2 separate regions of the Rattus norvegicus genome follow, and region 2 is linked to region 1. A link is a contact called in public Hi-C data. All regions are on one chromosome and are shown on one strand. Each heading gives the region's core, a stretch centred on a gene start, on an enhancer-like site or on the middle of the called end of the contact. The rest is flanking DNA. Distances are from core to core; before and after follow the strand shown.

What was found. Hi-C and Micro-C count contacts between places; a contact is called where the count stands out from the background.
Region 2: a contact with region 1 is called in a Hi-C map of the A7r5 cell line, with 2.8 times the contacts expected there. The contact joins two enhancer-like sites. A contact is called at or near these places in 2 of 12 Hi-C or Micro-C datasets (the A7r5 cell line and mammary epithelial cells).

Annotation. Positions count from the first base shown.
Region 1 is chr4:30,100,013-30,106,958 of GRCr8, forward strand. All of the region lies in intron 12 of Cdk14 (cyclin-dependent kinase 14), which reads left to right. Among named protein-coding and RNA genes, the nearest start is that of Speer4cl3, 52 kb to the left of the region's middle. Within about 2 kb of position 2,824, at least 7 of the 93 cell types and tissues checked have an H3K27ac peak or open chromatin away from gene starts, as enhancers often do. A contact at or near this core is called in the A7r5 cell line, where this site is marked.
Region 2 is chr4:30,503,298-30,510,243 of GRCr8, forward strand. No RefSeq gene overlaps it. Among named protein-coding and RNA genes, the nearest start is that of Fzd1, 240 kb to the left of the region's middle. Within about 2 kb of position 3,439, at least 9 of the 93 cell types and tissues checked have an H3K27ac peak or open chromatin away from gene starts, as enhancers often do. A contact at or near this core is called in the A7r5 cell line, where this site is marked.

The sequences.
Region 1 (6,946 bases), core at 1,574-4,073:
TAGACCAATAAACTGGGTGCAGCTTAAATTGTGAGCCAAGCCCTAGACGCTGGAAAACAGGTTGACCTGCCCCTTTAGCTTTGACATCACATTTCAGCACTACACTGAAGGCCACTCAGGTGCAGCTCTTTCCACTGAGTGAAGTCTCATTCACTGTAGCGTGTTCTCTGCAGAGAATCTGGTTGTAACAATCTTACTGTGTATCATTGCTACATTTTAGTTTTCGGCTTTGACAATAAAAACTAAGCAACATTTTGTATAAGAATGCTTTTGATCAATGCTGTCGGCCGAGATGGTGGGCAGCCGATAGCGAGAAACTCTTAGGATGACTCTGTTATGTTCTGCAGGAATTTGAAGGATTTAAACCATTTTTTAAAATTAATCATGTCTTTAGAAAAATGACTGTTGTGATCACTTTTCCTACTACAAAGCTTTCAAAAATAATGCATGCAGTTTGTTTTAATTATTAGGATTCGTTCACTGTGCAAGGTGATGAATTTCATGATATTTTCCTCATTTATCCTTTTCGTTTTTCACGGCTAATTAAAGCTCCATTCTATTTGCATACCGACCTTTTCTTTCTCTCCACATGTTGATGGACACCAAGGTCAGTTTAAATTAGCTATTATGACCATGCTATGCTAATCTCAGCTGAGTATCTCTAGAGTGAGCTGATATAGATGCTACTGATGTCTTCCCAGGGGCAGTATAGCTGCATCTTACGTTCGTTGTTTTCACCAGGTAAAATGTCCATTCCCAGCAGGCACACCCTCTGAGGCTGCATTCTGTCTTAGTCCTGTTGCAGGAAGATGGGTGGACTGGAAACCATCAAACTAAACAAAATATGCTAAAATCAGAAATACCAATATGGTGTGTTTTCTGTTATGTACAGAATCTAGATTTTATACATGCACATGAGCGTGTGAATGGCATGGAAGTGGGACTCTTGAGGAAGAAGAGAGGACTGTACTGTCTGGGTAAGACAGTAAAGGATAATGGAGGTGTATAGGGTCAAGTAATGGTGCATTTTAATAAAACTCTGAAATCCAATCACTTTGTACAGTGCATTTTGCAGATAATGACCATTTATACCTTGTAGTTTTTTTTTAATTTGTAGAAGTTAATAAACTGAAGCAGTTGCTGAATTCTCTTACATTGTAGTAATGGATTCAAAATAGTTTCCTACAATTCAGTTTATTTGGCGTATATGTGATGATGAGCTAACCCCCAAAATAGGTTGCCGTTAATGGAGGTACAAAATTAAGTAATGATATTTTTAAAAGTTAAAGCTCAAAATTAAGTAATAATCTCTTTAAAAGCAGCATTATCCAAGCTGTGGAAGCTACTGGGGGTGTTAGCCTGTCAAAGAGTATGGGGGGTTCTCAAGCTAGAGAACCTTCAATCTAAGTGGTTATCAAATCATCCAGTCTACTTGGGAACTGCATCTGCTCTAGCTCATGCCAGCAGGAAAACTCAGCTGATCTTAATTATATCAGTAACCACGAGCATGATTTTACCTTCTGATATATATATATATATATATATATATATATATACATATATATATTCTATAATAACAGAGTAGTGATAGAAGAAGATAGAAAGAGATGGAATAAATATCCAAACTGAAAAGCCTGATATAAAGAAAAATAATATTGGTTTAAGAATAATGATCACCATTAAAGTAAGCCCCCTTGTTCCCTCACACTAACAATGCATGATCCAGGAAGCTTTTCCCGCATAAAGGGGATCAGGGGCTAAATGGAGATAAATCTGAATTTCATAAACATATGTCCTGTGTTTTAACTGCCTCTAAATAGGCCATTTTATTTCGCTGGAGTATGAAGACTCGTGCTATTTCTCTTGTAAATCTCCCTATTTTTAGTTGTCTGACATTAGCATGTATGTGCAATCCACCAAGAATTTGAGCCACTTAAAAGATCTTTTATGATTCTGGCTGGAGAAGAATCCTTAGTATACATTCTCCAGCAAAGCGAAGGGTGAGATTCCAAGAACATATTTGCTTGCTTTTGCTTGCTTTGGAACTTCTTAACAGCTGAGCACGTTGGGAGCTTTGAAAGTTTTGAAATGAGAACTAAGGATAAACCACTAAGTCAAAGAAGACACATCTGGAAAATACAGCTCATGGCTGGGCAAACAAGGCCCACGCACATTGAATGGGGTCAGGCCAGGCTCTCCCAGCCCTTCTCCTAAAGTGCTGGTCCTGCAAGCGATCCGTGTGCTCATTAAGCAAACCGGATTTTTCCCTAAGAATGTGTATAGTTGGTATTTGTAAATGCACAGTGAATACCAAGGCCATGGTGAGGCTACCTTCGAGCATGAAAAAATAGAAAAGGAAACATTTCCCTGCTGTGTTTCTACATCCTAACGGAGCCATAAGCCCTGATTTGGAAATTTTAGAAATAGCCAAATTTTGTGGTTTTGAGCTTTCCTTGAATATTTTATCCAATTTGACGTTTAACCTCCAGAACGCATTTTAAAGATGACCTGCTAAACAGTTGTACTATAAGTGCATTAAAGCATGATGTAGGAAGTAATGTTTGGAGGAACGGTCTTTCCCTTTGTATATTTATGTTAGAGGCACTCTACTGTTTTTCTTGCCATTAGGGTATCTGACATGGATCATTAAGATTTAAACCTGCACCTTCTCACGAAGCATAAAGATCATCTTCCCCACTCTGCCACGTTCGAAGTTGATTTAGAATTACCTAACAAAGCAATATGCTGTGAACTAAGTAGGTTAGAGTTTGACATTTCTTGGCCAGCATAGCAGTGTGAAAAAGGTAAGAACACAGTCTATACACTAGGGGGAGCAGTTGAGTCAGCTAGCTCTCAAAGTCCTCCACTTGTGCATTTTGTTCACTGTTGATGACTTTTGTCATAATTCTATTTACTTCAAAGTAGCGATTTTAATTTATTTGGTGCCTGGAGAGTTCCCTTCATAATATTTTTCAAGAAAATTATTCTCTGCATCATTGATTGGCTTTCGGAGGGTGTGGGATGATCAGGTCTAAAGCCCACATTTTGGAATCACATCCTCTCATAATTTGAGGATGACTGTGCCCATTTCTGCATATTTGAATGCAGCAATAGAAGGACATGTGGAGTGTGGTTCCTCACCACACTCCGCTCCCTTGAAAATGTCACTTTCAACGTGTGAGCAAACAGCTCTCACGTTTGGTCTTGGACATACATAAATGGTATAGTTTCAAGGCCCAAGAGCTCCCCTTCTTGCTCAAACACTAGCTAGAACAGTTCCTGGGGACATTTGTTTTCATAATAATGAATCGTTAGTTTGGTTCCTTAAAGCATTGTACGGGTGTGCGTTAGGCAGATACAGTAAACCCCTTGGCACCTAGGAGTTTGCGGGCAGGGAGTCCTGAGAAGAAAGGCGAGAGGGTCAAAAATAAGAGGTGTTGTGTGGGTCCCGAAAGGTGGCCTAGAACTTCCAGAACCAGGTGGAATTAGGGAGTATGAAAGCACAGCTGGGGCACGTTCCGTGACGAAGGAATAGCTGAAGGGTTTTCCGATTACTGATCAATCGGAAATAGCAATGTGAAGACAGGGTGAGAGGTGACTGATCAATGCAATTGAAAATTTACAGCTTGGGAAGTATCCCTGTGAGTCTTGTGAAAGGAGTCGAATTGTCACATACTTAGAAATAACCAGGTTCCATTTGTTCTTGGCAGAATCTTCCAACGCTGACATCCTGTGTCTGGGCTCTCATTCAGCAGGAAGCGCAGGAGTGAGCGGAAACCTGATTTCAATCCTCCATAGAAAAAGAATATGTCTTTGGGTTTCTGAACACAGCCCTCCAGCCCATGCCTTCTTCGTAGCGTTATTGGGGAGTGTCCTGTTGTGAGAGGAATGTTGCATTTACAACTAAGTTCCAGGGACAGCTCTGCCAGTCGCCCACTCACTTCCTGCAAGTCAGACTCCTTACCTACTCCACAGCTCTCACTGCCCTGAGGGACTCATACCATTATTTTATTCTGTGTCATAGCCAGATTTCTTGTCCCTTTACTTAGGGTAGCAAAAATCCATTGTCATTAACAGTTCCTGGTGGTGGCTGAGGGCAGGCCCCATGCTGTTGGCTGTATGTCAGGTGACAGGTTTTGTTCTTCTGATGGACAGGAAATAGCCACCTTCTCTCTTGCTAATTGGCAGTGCGCGCCAGGCTTGGGAGTTGGCAACAGTCATTGTTTTTCATCCTTTGGATTACGTTTTGGCCTCTTCATCCAAAAGTACACAGGCTTCTGGTGTGGTTAATGCCATCCTTCTGCTGGGCAGCTCATTAAGGAGGAAAACGCAGCAGCAGTTTCTGAAGCAGCCCAGAGCTCCCAGGGGCAGGTAGGCTGCCAGGAGAGGCCTCTTTTGAACTGTGTCCTGAACAGATTCCAACAGGGCGGTTCTGCTTCTGCCAACATGCAGTGGGCACTGTATTCTCTGACCACTGTACCAATGGACCAAGCATGTTGTCTAAAAATGTTATCTCACACTTCTGGGAGGCAGAGATCTGAGTGTCTCTAGCACATTCCTCTGCACTGAATTACAGAAGGCAAAAATCACATATAGACCAGCTTTCTCTCTCTGCTGTAAGGGCCATAGCCTTGGTCAGTGGTAAAGTCTACCCACAGTGGAAAGTAGCATCCTGACAGTCTTGAGGCAATTAGTAAGTAACAGGGTATCCTAGGAAGCCATCCTGTTTCCATGGCGGTAAAGGATTCCCTATGCTGTCATGAGCCATGGGTGAGACAGGGCAAGCCCAGCCCTAGCTAGCTCAGACATAATCCACTTTGCCTGCTTCAGAGCAGATACGTTCAAAATTATGCATGAGGAAGGGATCGCTGTCTGTTCTTAGCACAGAGTTTTAAATGAGATTATGCTCAGGAAGCCTGGTAATAACTGCAAGTTTGACTTGACACGTCTAATACAGACATCAGCAGTACCCACGGTTGGAACCATTAGACTGTATGCTTCCTTGAGAGCTCAACTTCAACTTAATTTGAATTGACTTGATCGATATGTAAAGAGTCACATGTAGTTCGTGGCTACCGCACTCACCAACAAAGTCGTGAATCTCTATGTGAAGTATTCACTCATCAAACTTGGACCAGGCTTATCCAATGATGTCTGAAAGACATTGCATTTTACACCTAGATATCTGGAGATCTTCCTTGGTGTATATATGCGTGGTGTGCGTGCACTCGCACGAGTGTGTGCATGTGTGTGTGCGTGTGTGTGTACCACATATATATTATGTATGCACTGTATACATACACATATAAGTATATATCAAGTATATAATATATACATATATCAAGCATATATGTATACATATATAATGTATATACTTATAAACACTCTGAGAAGGCAGTAGCTCTAGAGTGCAGTAAATCTGCAGGGGAAGAGTATCAAAGAGAATCAAGAAGACGTCCCTCCCCCACCTCTTCCTGCTGCAGACACCATGCTGTTCCCTCCTAAGAGGCTCGCCTATTGCCAGTGTCTCTTCCTTTCTCCTTCCTGTGTTCTCTGCCTCTCTCTCTCTTCTGTTGGGAACTGGTAGGGGTTAGACGCACAGTTCTCTACCCTTTTTGAACTCCCTGAAGGATTCACCTCTCTGCTGTTGTTCTGATCCCCTTGATCTCCCCTCGCTCTGCTCAGAAAACATGGCAGAAGCCAGCTTCCTGCTCGCCACATAGGAGAGGCCATAGGAGACGGCTCTATTTTCCAAATGAACTTCCTAAATCGAGTACAGGCCCTCTCGCTCCACCACCTGAACACATGTATTCATATTCAAGCTCCAGAGTGCTGAAAATTACCACTTTTTAATGTCATGCATAAGCAGAAACGCAGATGTTTTTAAACTGCATTATTTAAAAGCTCCATAATTTGATCCCTTTCCTTACCACTTTGCATACTTCTTTTGTTGATGAGGAAATGTTTATGAATTTAGTGAATTTTCTGCCTCAAAATGATGAAAAATCTGGAGACAGATGATTTTAAACAGCAGTGCTATCCTTTGCCATCACTGGCCCCTACACCACCCTAATAGGCTGTGGTAAAACGAGATGACCTCCTCATTAGGGGGCCTCTCCAATGGAGTTTCTCAGGGCTCGTCTCCCACTTACAATGAGAGTTCAGTTACGGAAGCTGTCCATGTTGATGTGGGTGTCCGCCATGTGTGCCTGGTGGTTCCACACGCCTGAGAAGATGTAGTCAACAACTGTCATTAATAGGAACCAAGAGTGAGCAGAGAAGACAGAAGGATGCACGTTTTTTGGGGCATGAATGACAAGAAACTGCCTGGAGCCAAGATCATCATTGATGGCCTCCAGCCCAGCTCTGGCCTTAGATCCTCTGGGAACCTCGTGACCTTCAGAAGGAAGCTCACGAATCTCTCTGAGCTCTGCTGTTAAAGACTGGACTGCAAAGTACCCAGTGCCTTAACACCCCTAGCCCCACATATCCTGGTCACTTCCCATTGTGCTTCTCGGTGCTCCTTGCCTTTCCCAGTAAACATTTTTTTTTCTGGAACATGGTTGCTGCTTCCCTACAGGTCCCCAGGCAGCTCAAACGCCCTTAGCCTTCCCAGGGGAGCACAGTGTGCTGCTTGAGCACCATTTTGTTTTCCTTATAAATCCTTGTGCAGAAGCAGGATTCCAGTCTCCCCCATCAGTTCCTTCCTAAGAGTGATATGTTAACAAATAGCATTGTACATAATTAATGAAAAACTGTGATTTATCCTAAATCCTGAAGCACATCTTCCAGACAGTTTTCCCAATTAGACTGAAAGAAACTCACAGACAAATCACTGCTACCAGGTTCAAATGTCTAGTAGATTTTTCCCCTATGGTGTTCTGAATGCACAAAAAGAACGGGTGACTTCAAGGTCCTGGGTGTCCACACTTGATCTGTCCATAAA
Region 2 (6,946 bases), core at 2,189-4,688, 400 kb after region 1:
TCTAAGAGTTTAAATGAGCTGCTCCCCTTTTGTCTTTGCTCTCTGACAGCATTCCCATTTTTATGATGCAATTTCGTTTCTCATCCTTCCCAGGTAGAATAATTAGCATGGGGCTTGAAGGCACAAGGACAACCAAGGTACTGATCTGAAGATAGACGGCATGAACGAACTTAAGCTATCTCCTGTCTACTAGGCCTGAAGAAAAGTACATCTGTCTGTGTCTCTTTTTCAGTCAAAAATAAAGAAAGACGGTATCAGGGAATGATAGGATCTTTGGGAGAAAATCGTTAGTGAGTACCTTGTAGTCTTGGTTTGATCTCCTACTTAAATGATCATATGGTAGTCACTTCTTCCGACAGGCTTAAGAAATTACTTTCTGTTTTATTATAAGCTCTTTTTAAGAAAAAAAAAAACCTCATAATAAAATGTCACAATCCTAAGTTCTGATTTTTTTTTTAAATATCACCTTTATTTATATGTGTGAGTGTGGGGATCATGATACTACATATGTGTGGTAGTAGGAGGACAACTAGCAGGAGTAGGCTCTCTTCTTCTACAGAGTGGGTCCCAAAGCTTAAACTCAGACTTGGTGGCAAGCACCTCTGCCCATTAAGTCATGCATGTCACTAACAGGTGCAGCAAGCTTTGTTGTGCATAGGTGAAGGAGGACTTTAGACTATGGAAACCCAGTTCTTTTCACCAGAATCTTGCAATAAGTTGCTCTCTGACACACTCTATATTTTACAAGGCTGTCAATAGTGGCTTAACTCAAACTATGTGTCTAATTGTCTGACTTAGTCAGGTATCTGTATTATCAAAGAAAAATAATGTAGTCAATTTGTTTTTGTAATCACAGCTGAATGCAATGAAAATATTTCTGTGTCTTTGCTCTTGTCTATTTCTGTACCAAAATCCTATACACTGGATAATTCATAAACAACCAAAAAATTATTTCTCCTGTCTTAGAGACAGAAGTCCAAGATCACAGCATTGCTATGTTCCGTGTCTCTTGCTTAAAGGAGACATTCTTATTTCATGGCAGAAAGAAAACCCTGTCCCCACATGACAGAAGAAACAAAAAGGCCAGGAAACTCTCTGAACTCTCATTCAGGAAGGAATTGAGCCCGTTGCCAAGAGACTGACTCACATGACTTAATCACTCCCCAAAAGCTCCATGCCTTGGTGTTGGCACCTTGGAATTTAAAATTCCAATACACTAATTTGGAGGGAAACATTAATTTGAGATGTCCATAGTATGTCGGATTTTAGTCGCTTTCTGTCAGTAGGTCTGGAACCTAGCAAGTTGGTCACATATCCAAGGCCTTCCAATATACCTTATACCTTGGAGAATAACCAAGGTATAGACTTACTTAGACTTTACTGTGGCAAAAAAAAAAATGCCATCCAATAGGAGAATAAATGCACCTGTTCATGGCCACCAGTTCACTGATGCAGCTGCAGAACAAGGTGGGAAGGAAGAGTAAACTAGGGACATATTTCAGTCTTCACACATTTCCGCAAGTATGTTGACATCTGCCTCGGTCTCTCTAAATAACCCAGGACGTCAGAGAATTGTTCTCTCCTGTAAGCCAAGATAAGTTTGGCAAACACATCTGTATAACGTATGTACCGGGCACATTTCCTTGTTGAATTATTCAATTAAATCTGATAATGAGAGCACATAGACACAGCTAAACACTCAGGTGAATAAAATATTCACTTTGAAGTGCAGAAATTTCTGGAGTCATCTGTGTGTTAACAAGGAATGATTCCGTGACTACCATCACCCAGGGAGCAAGAAACTTTAGAAAAGGTAAGCTCGAGTGGAGTGTGCTGGAGGCCTTTCCTGGCATGATTTGAAGGAGATGAAAAGTAGAGACACTTTCCAATGTTCATTTGAGCCATCAATCTCTTAGAATAAACGGACTGAATTTTAAGAGGCAGAACAACAAGACTTCCACTCTCCAGTGAATCTTACTCCCTCGAACCCTCCCTGAACGCAGAGAGATGAGCATTAGCATAATTATCAATATGTCTGATTTCTGATCTCCCCTCTGCAGAACCTGGCACGAATAACCTCACAAACACATCCGACTTCTCGTCTCTCGGCTCTCACACTTGTAAAACTGGAGAATTTGATGGGTTCCCATTGTTATCAGACGACTGCCACAAAACAACCAAACATTCCTTTCACAAATAAAAGAGCCATCTACAAATGCAGATTTAATAATGATTCCACTTTAAATATGATGAGTGCACGATGAAGCTGCTGCCAGAAAACCCGTTGCCTGTGACGGAAGCAAGGGCCTCCTCCGTTCTACTGGCTCGGACAGTACTTATAACCACACCAGCCAGTTCCTACTGCCATTAACACGCCCTACACTTCAGCTAGGCCCCATACTCCTCACGGTAAGGACCGTTTCTTAAAACGCTTTTAATCTCCACGACTCAGCGTGCTGCACAAAGCACAAAGAAGGGCATCAAACCTAGATAAGAAAAGCAGTTCAGTCCTGCCATTTATTGGTACACACAGAGACCCTCTGCAGGCAGTTTGCACACAACACTATGTACCACTGCACCAAATTAAAAGAAAAAAAAAAAAACAGCAACACTAAAACACTGTCCTCATTTAACAGATTGAGAAAACAGAAGATCAGAGACTGAACCACAGCCATCTTGATGATTTAATAGGGATAATTATGTATTTCACGACATGCTTGAACAATTACATGTTTGTGGTTAACAGTACAAAAAAGCCAAGGGCTCCAGGAATTACTAGCAGCCCTATGTACTCATCAACCATTTGCTCAGCGTCTGCTGGGTTTGGGGAATAGTCTCTCACATTATTTAACCCCTGAACCCAAAGCTTTTGTTTGCACATGAGACTCTGCAGAAGAAATGAAACTCAAGCGAGTGATAAGAGGTGTTCCTTCAATCACAAGTCTGTCTGGCTTCAATCTTTCTTCTAAATCTCTAGATCCGGTTTACACAGGGGCAGACCTTTCTGTCACAGTCCAATAGTCACTTAGTCACTGAATAACCTCTGTTCAGCCGTATCTGTGGCTTGTTCAGTGCACATGCTTATATTAGTTCAAGAAGGAAACATAAAAAGATGCTCGGGGAAAGGTCTTGAGGCAAATGATTCAACACAAAAGTATTAAGGCACTTGATTTATATACATGCAGATAAAGCTTCTCCTGTAGAAGTCAGAAAATGGATGCTTTCCTCTTAAACTGGGAAAAGACGTTACTCTAAATTTAGATGGGTTGGGTGCCACTTCTCCAGTGCCCTGATCTTGATTTTAATCCGATAATGTGGGTGAGTCCTTTAGCCGAGCTTCTCCTCACAATATCTCATTCACGATCAAGAAAGGACCATTTAGCTTAACAACTCCCTCTGTCTCTGAAGAAATCAGAACCCAGACAGATGAAGTGACCAGATTGTGGTCAGCCGACTGGCCAACGTCAGAGGCTGCCGTTAGAAACCAGGCTTTCTATCCATTACACCAAACCCCATTGCCAAATTGCAGTTTTAAAACTCTGTGAGCTTTTTCCCCCGTGCAATCATTAAGAAATATAATCTTAGTTTAAGAACCACACGTGTTCTCTAGTCATGCAGTCTCTAACAATAATTTAAAAGTAGGCTTCAAAAGCATGTAGCAAATCTATTAAAAATAAATAAATAAATAAATAAATAAAGAAAGAAAGAAAGAAAGAAAGAAAGAAAGAAAAAAAGAAAGAAAGAAAGCAAGCCTGCCTCAGCTCTGCTTATCCAAGGCAGGGGGAGCACCATCTCTTCCTCCCCTTGTTTAATAAAGAAGCTCATAGTTAGTGCTATATTTAGTCCCTGCTGCAATCCTATAAGTTATTATTACAAACTTGACTTTTTAGATGAGAAAACTGTTGATCAAAGAGACTAAGTCATCCAGTAAGAGAGTGCCAGTCAGAACTCAAAAAACGACCTTAAAAAACTCGATTCTGTTGCTTCCTTGTTCCCGATTCTTCATATGGAACACTTGCCTAACAAACAGAGGGTTCGGAGAGTTTGGGTCAGGCCCTGGCTTCCGCATGGGGCCACGTGACCATAACCACAGCGCCATGACCATTTGGGTGAGGCCCTGTGATGAGCGCCCGGCCAGTAGAATATGAGCAAAACTATGTGTATCAGAAAAAGACAACCTTCCCCTCTCCTTTCCTAATCAGCCATTTTTCAGGGTGATTTTTCAGGGTGTCATCGGCGAGTACACGGGAAAGATAGCAAGACCTCAACTGTACTCCCTACAGAAAAGCGGAGTCGCTAAACCGTCACATCTCCATTCTGTTAACTAGCAAGAGTCACAATGCTAATCACACAGAAGGAAACGGTTTCCTGTAAAAGGTGCAGGGTTTATTTATTATGGCATCAAGCACATCATGATAAAAGTATTTGGTTCTTTTACAGACTATAATTCATATTTCTGTTATACTCAGACAATTCTCCATAAGCCGTGTTTAACTCACGCATTCTAAATTTAACTACGTGAACACGAGTCACTTTTCCCGGTGATTTCTCTTTCTGTCTCCTGCCATTCCATCACTTTAGGGTTAATAATTGCTGCCCTGTGTACTATACAAACAAGTGCTACTCCAACAAGAACCAGTAAAAGTCATTTCTGGTATAATTCATGGTAAAATCCGACAAACCTGGATTTAGAAAGACTTGCATTTTTAAAATCCTTCCAATCGCACCCCCATCTTCCAAATGAATTTTAAGGAAAATTTATATCTCAGACTGGGCAGGGAGCAGTGGTCTGGAGTTAATCAGTAAGGATTTATTGAGTCTCCTAAGTGCCTGGCTTATATATGGGTTTCTCTACCAGTTGGAAACTCTTAAAGCCTCAGGCCTGGGGATGTTCCCTCGGGGAACACACAGAGCCTTGTCTGGCCACTAGTTCCAAAATGTGGCTTAAACCAGCACACTGAGGGCTCAGACCTCCTGCATCTCCCACCACATAGAGGCCTGAGGTCGCCACTGCCCACACACCTTTGATGTGGTTGCTCCAGGAGGGAGAGTAGTGGGCTACTTTTGAGAGGAGATGTTTTAACGACTTCTCCGCCATGAGCTTTTGCACCTTTTCTCTCCCTAGAACTTCAAAGTATCACTCCTTTTGGAATCTCATATCTTAAACCCCAATCCAAATCTGAACAATCCAAAGCCGGAAAAAAAAAAAAAAAAGCAGATTCCATCACAACTGATACGTGCTCTAAGAGCTTTGGGGAGGAAGGAAATTTTGAACGCAGTTTGGTCACTAGACAAAATCCCCCCACAGAAACAAAAATAAGCCTCTGTGACTTCTGCTAATGTGTGCCATTTCCCCTAAACACCTCTTCTTGTCCAGCTTCCACACCTCCTTCGAGCTTTCCCAGTGCTCTTTTGGTTCTGGTTTTGGCCTTGGGGGATGATTTAGTCAGCAGATGGTAGCAGGAAAAACCCTGCTATTGCATCCAGCTGAGCATTTGCAGGTTGGTAAACTAAAGCCCCCAGATCCAGGGACTGAAGGAAAAATATCAATTTAAGGGAAAGGGTTATGCTTTTTCCTCCAGCTTTATTCATTCATCCCCCTCGCCCCAAGAAAACTTCGCCATTCACCTCTGCCAGGTTAACACCATTTAACCAAAGTGGAAAGGGTACATAAAAGAAACACCTTTGTTCCCCAGGTACAGATTACACAGAGACCTAGCATGAGGAATGAGGGATTCAGGACCAACCAGATGAAAAACATTCTGTAAGTCAGAAGATGGAAGATGGCATATGAGTCTGTCTGCTTACTTGCTTGCTTGAGAGTCGACACAAAAAAATAGTATTGGTGTATAACACCTAGAGAGCCTCTCGGGCTTCATACACTGGGAATCAAATTATAGAATGGGGCTCAAGTTAGCTCTCCTCAATCTCAGAAATGAAAATCCAGGAGTCAAGAGAGCCATAGAGCTGTAAAGATCCGAGAAGGAGAGGCCTGATAGAGCTGATGAAAGCAGGAATGGACTCCATCCTGGGCCAACTTAAAGACAGTACTACCACCAGCTCCCACCCCTAAATGTCTCCTTAGAGAAAGTCTAGGCTCAACTCCCAGTGTGGAGTTTCTATTCATTCATGGCTCTTTTGCCATCAGAGTCGGCCAATGCAGAGCAACCGCAACAGTCACCTTGAACTCTGCCTGCTTCCCATTACTGCCTCTCCAGCTTCTTCCCTGGGGGTTCGCACAGCTGGACTGCATTGAGGCATGGCTTGCTTTGTGTTTTCCCCGCAAGCATCCCTGATCGAAGGCAGATGACACTCGACCTTCAGCTCACCTTTAGGAAACACACTAAGAAGCCTGGTTTAGCACAGCCAGGTTGTAGCATGGATGTTATTCCAAACTTCCAACCCTGTGGGTCATGGGTTACTTTAGAGAACCCCAGCTGTTGTGCATTGCCAGAGCGGTCAGAACCAGACTGAAATGATGTGTGAGTTAAGCATCCAGATAATTAGACCCTGAGCCTAGCTATTGAGAAGCCTTTAAGAGCAAGAAAGATACCTGTCATAGATGTTGAAATATGACTTTTCACATAAGATGCTTTATTGATGTCTCTTCATAAATGTGACTGTATTACCTCCAAGATGTGGGTGCTGGGGTCTCCCCTAGCATCTATCCTCGTGTCTGTGTGTTTGCGGATTTCAAGAATGACAGCAAGGCAGTAGAGATCTGAATATAAGCTCTGGAAACCCATTACTCTTTCATGGACTTGACACTGTCCCAGCATCTTCTAGACCAGATTGGTAATTGGTACTTACTCTCTTTAAATGATTTTTGGCTGCTTGATTCCATCTTGTTCTCTGATACCCTTTTTCTCCTAAACTGTTAGGCTCTCAATCTACCACGGCCTCCGTATTAATCGCTTTCCATATACCACCTTGCATAACCCTCACA